Regions from separate parts of the Sus scrofa genome. Here regions 2 and 3 are each linked to region 1. Evidence: chromatin contacts called from public HiChIP or PLAC-seq and promoter capture Hi-C data. All regions are on one chromosome and are shown on one strand. Each heading gives the region's core, a stretch centred on a gene start, on an enhancer-like site or on the middle of the called end of the contact. The rest is flanking DNA. Distances are from core to core; before and after follow the strand shown.

Region 1 (2,730 bases), core at 222-2,721:
AAGCAGAAGGACTTGTAGGGTTGTCAAAGTGAGCTGAAGGGTAAACATTCACCAAATGAATCAAAACCATAAAAAAAATTTCCAAATCATACAAAACTTGATTTTCACAAAAATGAAGTATTTGAGAACTTAGTTAATAAGTCTTAACATTCCACCCTTGAGACTCTGTAGATACTTGAAAACAAAAACAAAAACAAAAACAAAACGCAGTAGTCATAATGTCATCTGAAGTCTTATGATGAGCCCCCAGGAGTTTTCATAAACAAACAGCGAGAGTAAGTTGGGTTCAAATCTATAAGGCATAGGAAAAACACACAAAAAATCACTGTCTCCCTCGTCTTCTCCAACCTTCAAATCTTCATTATTTCCTTATGCTTTCGTGTGTAGGTTATTAAAAACTCACTCTGTAAACCTCTCCATTTTTCAGGTCGCTGTGTGGACTACCCAGGTTTCTGACCACTAACTGCTAGCTATCTCAATACTCAGTTCACCCTTTTACCATAGGGTGGGAGAAAGGAAGCTAAAAATTCTTTCATTTGCGTGGGGGGAAAAAAAGGTGGCTGAAATTAAATCATAATATTTCACTCCTCTAACAGCTCGAACAAACTCTTCAAATGAAGCTTGGGATGTAAATGAGTTACTGGCCTGGGGAAACCTGAGCTCGAAAAAGCAATGGGGTGCAAGACTTTCCATATGGGATAAGCCAGAGGCTCCATCCTCAACTTCCCAGTCTCACCACTGAAGAGCAGCTCCGGACCGCGAAGTTTGCACGTGGGCCGGTCCAGCCTCTGCTGTCACCTCCCGTCGCCAGTTGGCGAGTGGGATCCAGGCCGGAGTGCGGTCCTTCAAAGGGATGGGGCTGGCGTCCTCGCCAAGGAAATCCGAGAGACCACGCTATCGGCCTCCGGCCCCCAGGGCCGGCGAGCGAGGGGAACAGGGCACCACCAGGCCCTACGCTTGCGCCTAGACCCACAGCCCGCAGGCCGGGGCGGCGCCTCTGGGCCCAGAGTCCGTCCGACCGACCGCCCCTCGGCGAGCACCCCGGCCCGCGACGGCGCCAGCTCGCTCCCGCGCTGGCCGGAGCCCCGACCCGCACCCACCTTGACGTCCTCGTCCTCGTCCTCGCCTTCCCAGCGGTCCCCGCCGGCGGTGCCGCCGCCCCCCACCTTCCGCACTGGGTCATCCACGGAGAACGTGTCTGCGTCTACGGAAGAGAGCGAGCTGTGTTAAAGCTTGCTTGGGCGTGGGGCTGGCGCCAGCCCCGGCCTACCCCCGGAACTTCTCCTCACCCCAAGAATCGGAGTCCCCCGCCGCTGCTGCCGCCGCCGCCGCCGCCATCTCGCGCCGGGTATGAGCGTGTGTGAGGCGACAGCGAGCGAGGAGTTAGCGCGGCAGTGAGTCACTGGATCTGCTCTCGTTTGCCGGCGCGGGGCAGGCTGGGACTGTGGCTGACTTAACGCCGGGGCCCAGGCTCCTCCCCCTCTGGCGGCGGCGGCGGCGGCGATGCTCTCGCGGGCGGGAAGGGGGCGTGGAACGCGGTGGGCGAGGCGGAGCGTCCAGTACCCCACGCACCCAGCAGGGTGGTCCTGTCTGCTAGTGGGGTGGGGAGAGAGGAAGAGGCTAGGAGGCAGCCACCCTACGCCCTGGGGAGAAAAATGTAAGTGCGGCGAAGTTAGCAGGGCAGTCCTTTTCCCGGTGCTTGGCTCTCTCCTGCCCTTGCCATCCTAACCCATACCCGCCCGGACCGGTCGGGTGCGCCCTCCTTCTGTTCACATGGATCGCCACCCTTGGCCTCTGGCTGGTCCCAAGGAAACCCGCAGCCTCTCCACGCGGCACTCAGAAGTGGGCTCTGAACGCCGAGCCCGCCTGTGGCGGCAGTCGCCTGGCTCCCCGACCCCAGGAGGGTGCGGTCGCTGGCGGAACGAGGCGGGATCCCTCTGGAAGCCGGTGGTGCATGGGGCGGCCAGGAAGAAGCGAATAGAGAGGGCCAAGCTCCTGGCAGTCTTCCCAGTCAGGGTGTTCAGTCAGCTCCTGGCACGTTTGCCTCCAGGTAGTCACGAAGATATGGAAGGGAGTCCCCATGTTCAAGAATTTTTCCTTCCTGTGAGCCCCCTGAAGTCAATACATTATTCATTCTTTTCGCAGAATAATTTCGGAACTCGATCTGCGCTAAGCGTAAGCTCTAGCCTTGTCCTCGCTCACTCAAGTATAGACATATAAACAAATTTCGACACAGTGAGATGACTGCAACAAAAAGGCATTGTGAGGTTTAGTGTAAAAGGATAGCATTAACCGCAGAGAAGAGAGGTAGGATATATGAAAGGCTACCTGAGGGTAAGTGAGGCCGATAAAGAGTTTTAAAGACCAACCAAGTGAAATGTGTTCAGTGCCTTTTATGCTTGTGGTCCCTGTTCTGACTGAATGGCGCAATCAGAGATAAGCTGAAAAGATAAATTTATAATACTAAAGGGTTTAAGATGAGCTAAGCTGCACCTAGCTTGGGCCACTGAGCTCCACTTCAGGATTTTAAAAGGTGAGCTGTTAAACATATTTTTGTTTTTGTTGTTTTCTTAATTTCTTAGTTTTGAATATGTAACATACGTACTTGGTACAACATTCATTCAAATGGGTATATAGGATGATCAGCCATTATGTTCTTTCTGGTGGCAACCAGTGTTCCCCATTTCTTATGTATCTTTTTCAGTGAGTCTACAAATAGACCACATTTTA
Region 2 (2,775 bases), core at 59-2,558, 720 kb after region 1:
TTAAATTTTGCCCACCAGTTAGGATTCTAGTAATGACCTTACAAAGCCCCAACACTGGGAGAAAGTTCTCAATAGCTTCTGTATCACAAAAGCACCAAATGTAAGACTTTAGGGCACTGCATTTAAGAGTTACAGTCATATCAAACTTTTTTTTCTATTCTCTAGATGTCCGTGAGCAGAAACAACTAACTGCCTTCCCATCAGATTTACTCCTTCTGAATAGCACGGTTTTGAAGCTGATAAAATTATAATACAAATTTCTATTTGCTCTATTTTTACAGTCCTTTTCTTTCCAGCTCAAAATTGCTCCTTTGATGGCTTACTTGAGTCATCCATTGTTCCTTAATGGAGATTTGCTCAATTGTATTTCTCCCAGCCTAAGCCCAATTTTAGAACACAGATGAAATAATTTTAGAACGAATCCTTCAAAGCCCTTCAGGAACTTTCACACTCCTCAAATGAAAAATTACTGATAAAATCAAACTTTTCATAGTGTCTAATATATATACCATGCAATTTCTGTACTTCAAGACTTTGCTCATGTGTCCCTTCCCTCCCCACCACAGCAGTTATAAAATCCTTTCTACACTGAATGTGTTTTGACTTTCAATTAGCCTATGTTTTTTACACAGCCCAGCAAGTAAATTGGGATTGTTTCTGATATTACTGTAAAAGCCCTTGAAGACTTCCTAAATAAAATTCAAGTATTTGGAAGACATAAGCCTTTTAACAATGCTCCATACTCCTTAGAGCTAAACGAGGTAAATACAGCAAGTGCTTAATAATTACTTATGGACTTTCATATACAACCATTCCAGCCAAGAATATGTTTTAATAGGCAGTCTCTAGAAAGGAAAGAACTGAAACGCCTAAGAGTGTTTGGATTTCAGGCATTGTTCTAAGCCGTTTAGGGGATTTTTTTTTCCTGCCACTGGTCTAAATTAGCACCACTTGCCCTGACGTAACCCAAAAATATCGCACTACAAACCGCTCGGTCTCATCAAGTGAGAAAATCAGGTGCTATTAGCAGGATTTCTATTTCGATTTAACTCTAATTCTTAGCTTTCAACAATCTGAACACACTGTCCTTCTCTAACTCCTCGGTTTCTTCTTCATCACTTTGCCATTTTCCTCGGCTTCAAACGAACCTAATCAGCGAAACCTTTAATTCGGGTCTTCCGCGGACCTCAGAGTCTTAACCGCAAAGTCCAGAGAGCCATTTCCCGCCAGAAGTGGCGTCCAAATACCGCGAGACTAAGGTCGACAGGGAGTTTATGAGCATGCGCAGTAACAGACTCCACGGACTTTGGCTCCCTGACGTCCTCCACAATCCCACAATCCTCTAGTCGTACATTTCCTGTTTTTCTAGCTCAGCCGTAAGTGGTGTTTCTATCAGTACGCAGCAGTGTCCAGTGGCCTCTGGTGCGGAGGATTTTCTGTTCGTTGACGTTGTACCTGTTCACAGTTTGGAATCAGTCAAGTTTTGGAATCACCGCCGCTGCCATCAAAATGTCGGTCCCAAGCGCACTCATGAAACAACCGCCTATTCAGTCTACGGCTGGGGCCGTCCCGGTTCGCAATGAGAAAGGTACTGTGTTGAGCTGTTTTCCAGTCGGATCTTACTTGTTTCCCTAGCATATTCCAAACCGACCCCGGGCCCACCACCTCAGCCCCAGCGATCCTTAAGACCTTGCCCCCTATTTCTTTCGCCATCAAACTCGCATCCAATCGCGTTGCCTAGAAGGGAAAAAAACACCCACACTATTTCCACCTCATCTTGTTCCTAGAGCCTGTCGGTTCACTCCTACAGCAAGCATCCTCTTCCCTTGGCCTCCACCAATAAACTAGAGTAATAAATAAAGTGAACGCTTGCTGTTTGGAAGGCGTTGTGCGGGATACAATCCCAGTTTTGTTATCCATAATCTGTTTATGCTTTTATAACTCTTACTGTAATTATGTGTCCATCTCTCTCTACTGCATCATAAACTCATAGATTCCTCAAGGCAGGAACCCTCTCTTATTAAACTTTTTAATCCCTTTCAACCAACGCAGTGACTGTATTTGTTAAATTTAATACAGAGACAGTACCCCTAACCTTAAGGAACTCATAGTAGACGTGATTCATGCAAAAAGAGACCTATTCTAAGCAAGTGTGCAGTCTTTCGCACCCCTAATACTGTTACATAGGTGATGTAAACCAAGCGCTTTGAATAATCTCTTCAGACTGGGGTACTCAAGTTGATCTTTAAAGGATAGGTTTGATTCCAGTGAGTGCAGATGGATGAAGCAACACTGTACCTGTTTAGGGAGTCAGACTGAAAAGTCAAGAGTTTTTTCAGTAAGATATTTGGAAAATAATATCACTTCTTTCCTGTTTTTTAAATATAAGGTACTTATCCTTGTGTAACCTGCCTTTTTTTTTTTTTTTCCTTAAACTCTGTGGTTTTTTGATAAGTGCCTTTGGATACATGGAGATCTTATTAATTTAACTGCTTATGAGGTCTATTATATGGAGTTTGTTCCCTGCTGAGGGACAATTAGCTGTTTTGTTACTTTTTTTCCTCTTACACACAGCGCTGCAGTTATCATTCTTTAGTGCACTGCCTTAAGAATTTTAGGGTAGACTCCTAGAAGTTCTTCATCAATTAACTACCTATTGCCATTTGCTCTCCACAGTGGATTGTAAGAGCATTGAAAGTTTTTATTTCCTGTTATATTACCCACAATCTTGGTTGTATGAGATTTTTTTTATTTGCCCGATCTAATGGGTGTGAA
Region 3 (2,700 bases), core at 52-2,551, 750 kb after region 1:
TGGCTGCTATATTCCCACCCTAGGAGAACAAGAGGAAGAGAGCTGAGGCTCAAAAGGCAATCAGTCTCTATCTGGCTTTTGCCCAAGGGGTCAGAAGTCTGGCCACACAGGCCCAAGGCTATTCTGTGCCAAGTACCACACCCAGCAACACCAGTGAGAAAGGTTGGGAGAAGGGAGGACAAATGAACTGCAAGGAGGGCCAAAAGGACTGGGCTGTCATAACCACTACTGCATTTGAAATGTGAAGTTCCCTGCCCTTGCCCTTAAGGTCAGACCCGGGGGGCACTCACAAATCAGACCGAGAGTAAGCACCAGCCCCAGTCCGTTCCTATATGGCTGTGAGCTAACAATTTAGAAGGTGAGAGGAATAAAACCCTAGAGCAAACAATGCACTCTGCCCCTCACGACTAGTCCAGATGGTAAGCCCTGAGGTAGTTCTCTTTGCTGGTACAACCCTTGGTCTAACCCAGGTCTCACCCCACCCTCCCCTCCCCTCCCTGGGGCTACCTCTGCTTGCGGGCGGCAGCAGAAAGCCCGTCATCTCGGCGCTTTCCCTTAACCGAGTCGCTCTGCTTTTTCATATTCTTCTGGCGGGCGAGCTCGCGCTGGTTACCGCCTAAAGAAAAAAGGTAAAAGGTGAGACGCGAGAGCCTTTCTGGCCACACACCGACAACCCTGTTCCCTGACCCGGGACACCAGTAGGGTCCAATACTTCATTCCCCAGGCGTCGACACGGGACCGTTTTTCAGGGCCTAGACTGCAGATTGGGCGGGGAGGGGGGGTGCGGAAGCTGCCACGGGGCAGGTCAAACTGGGAAATCGAGGGACGACAGTCCCGAGAAGCCTGCTAGAGACAAGTTTCGAATTTCGTTGCAGCATGGGGGCCCAGACAGGTGGTGGTGGTGGTGGGTGTACGTGGTATGGATCTCTGTGGGGGATGGGCAGAGATCTGGAGTAGAGGAGCTCGGGGTCCACCACAGGGGCACAGGGCTTCTCCCCACACCACGGAAGGTCTGGGAAGGGTTTTGCCTGAAGGGGCGGTGGGGGTAAGGTTCTCAAAAAGTGGCGGTGGGCGAAGGGTCGATTTCCGGGCTGCTAGGGTGAGGGTCGCTATAGACCTCTCCCAGAGAAGGGTCTCGCTGGCGAAGCCAAAAGGAGGTCAGTGCCGAGATTTGGCAGTCTTGTGCAGGGTGAAGAGGAGAAAGGGGCAAGAGAAGGGGGATTCGGTGCTCACGGGTCATGGCGACGGCAGCGGCTCCGGCCTGCCTCCGTTGCGTCCCCTCGCTCAGAACGACGTTGGAAGCCCCGCCCCTTTCTCGCAGCGTAAAGAAGTCGTCTTTTCCTCCCCGCCCCTTCGCTCCCGGACTCCGACTCCCATTGGACAGGAGTAAACACGTGGGGCCACGGGCCACGCTTGAGCCCGGACGGCTGAGAGGCGGAGGTTCGTAGGCAGAGCGCACGGCGTGGGGCGGGGCTTCCCGAGCAAGTCGTTGGGTCGGGTGGGGAGAAAGTAGGCCGGGTCACGTGGGCAGGGTGGGGGTGGAGGGGTGCGGCTGGCGATGTGGCGCTCCCGCGGGCTTGAGCACGTGACCTGGCAGAGTGACCTCATGCGGGGAAGGTTTGGGAGACAAACTCGCCCATAGGAAACCTTGGAGGGACGGAGGGCGGGGCATCTCGGCGGCGGAAATGGTCCCCCAGGTTCTTTTCGCAAGACTCTGGGGCTAAACTCTGTGGTTAGGATTCCCCACCGCTACCGAGCCACTCATGAGGACACCTGAATTCACGTACGCTGTAAAATCACGTACAGACGCAACTTCAGAAACTCCCTTCCAACCCCATTGTTCCCCCATCCAAACTCCTCCAATATGGAAATAAGCAACCACATCCTGTAGGTCCTAAAATTTGATCCTACTCTTATCGCCACGGAAGCTTTAAATATGTTGCTTGCAAGTATTGAAGGACTCCAAAGTCACAGACTGAGAGATTGGGAAATGCACATGCTATGTCCATTTCTCCCTCTAGCTTTCTCTACTACTATCTCCACCAGCCATACCTGGCTTGTAATTGGTAGTTGAATAGGGCGGGAAGATTAGACTTCCCGCTGAATTCTCATTCCCAGCACTGCTAATCTGTCTACGACTCCCTACCTATCCTGGGGAATTCACTGGATAAAGGAGAAATGCTTAGGAAATCTCACAGGAAGGGATTGGTTGTGATTTTCTCTAGCTAATGCCCATAGCAGAACTGACTTGAGGCTAGAACTTCAAACTTGCTTCTGTCTCAACGTAGCGCTAATGGGCATGCAATAAACCACATTCAGGAAATTCTCATGATTTTTGCCATATCCAAGTAATCACTACTACTTCTTGTTAAAATTTTTCGGAAGCCCCCTAGTGGCACAGTAGTTCAAGGATCTGCCTTGGAGCTGCTGTGGCACAGGCAGGTTAGATCCCTGGCCAAGAAACTTCCACATGCCTGGGGCGTGGCCAAAAAAAAAAAAAATTATATCAGTTTTAAGTGAAGAATACAGCCCAAACTTAATATTCCTTTAGTAAATTTAAAATCAGTTACTGCTTGCCCACAAACATGAAGTAACTATAAAAATAAATACAATGCAAACTATTGCCTTTGAAATGGATAGGCAATGGGATCCTGCTGTATAGCACTGGGAACTATATCAAATCACTTATGATGGAGCATG

The links. Promoter capture Hi-C pulls out the DNA fragments that hold promoters and counts their contacts. HiChIP or PLAC-seq counts read pairs in DNA pulled down with a chosen protein or histone mark.
Region 2: an H3K27ac HiChIP or PLAC-seq map of alveolar macrophages shows a contact between it and region 1. The contact joins the promoter of MFAP1 here to the promoter of EIF3J in region 1. A contact is called at or near these places in 1 of 5 promoter capture datasets (fetal liver), 1 of 47 Hi-C or Micro-C datasets (brain) and 2 of 2 datasets of contacts at active chromatin or transcription factors (alveolar macrophages and skeletal muscle).
Region 3: a promoter capture Hi-C map of liver shows a contact between it and region 1, with 4 times the contacts expected there. The contact joins the promoter of SERF2 here to the promoter of EIF3J in region 1. A contact is called at or near these places in 2 of 5 promoter capture datasets (fetal liver and liver), 3 of 47 Hi-C or Micro-C datasets (brain and skeletal muscle) and 1 of 2 datasets of contacts at active chromatin or transcription factors (skeletal muscle).

Annotation. Positions count from the first base shown.
Region 1 is chr1:127,017,793-127,020,522 of Sscrofa11.1, forward strand. It overlaps EIF3J (eukaryotic translation initiation factor 3 subunit J), which reads right to left and starts at 1,472. Exons shown (of 8, transcript XM_003121533.6): 1 at 1,290-1,472; 2 at 1,101-1,204. The coding sequence starts at 1,338.
Region 2 is chr1:127,740,099-127,742,873 of Sscrofa11.1, forward strand. MFAP1 (microfibrillar-associated protein 1) reads left to right here and starts at 1,309. Exons shown (of 9, transcript XM_001928118.5): 1 at 1,309-1,588. The coding sequence starts at 1,510. It overlaps WDR76 (WD repeat-containing protein 76), which reads right to left and starts at 1,251. Exons shown (of 15, transcript XM_021096581.1): 1 at 1,149-1,251.
Region 3 is chr1:127,766,217-127,768,916 of Sscrofa11.1, forward strand. SERF2 (small EDRK-rich factor 2) reads right to left here and starts at 1,302. Exons shown (of 3, transcript NM_001190206.1): 1 at 1,234-1,302; 2 at 508-616. The coding sequence starts at 1,240.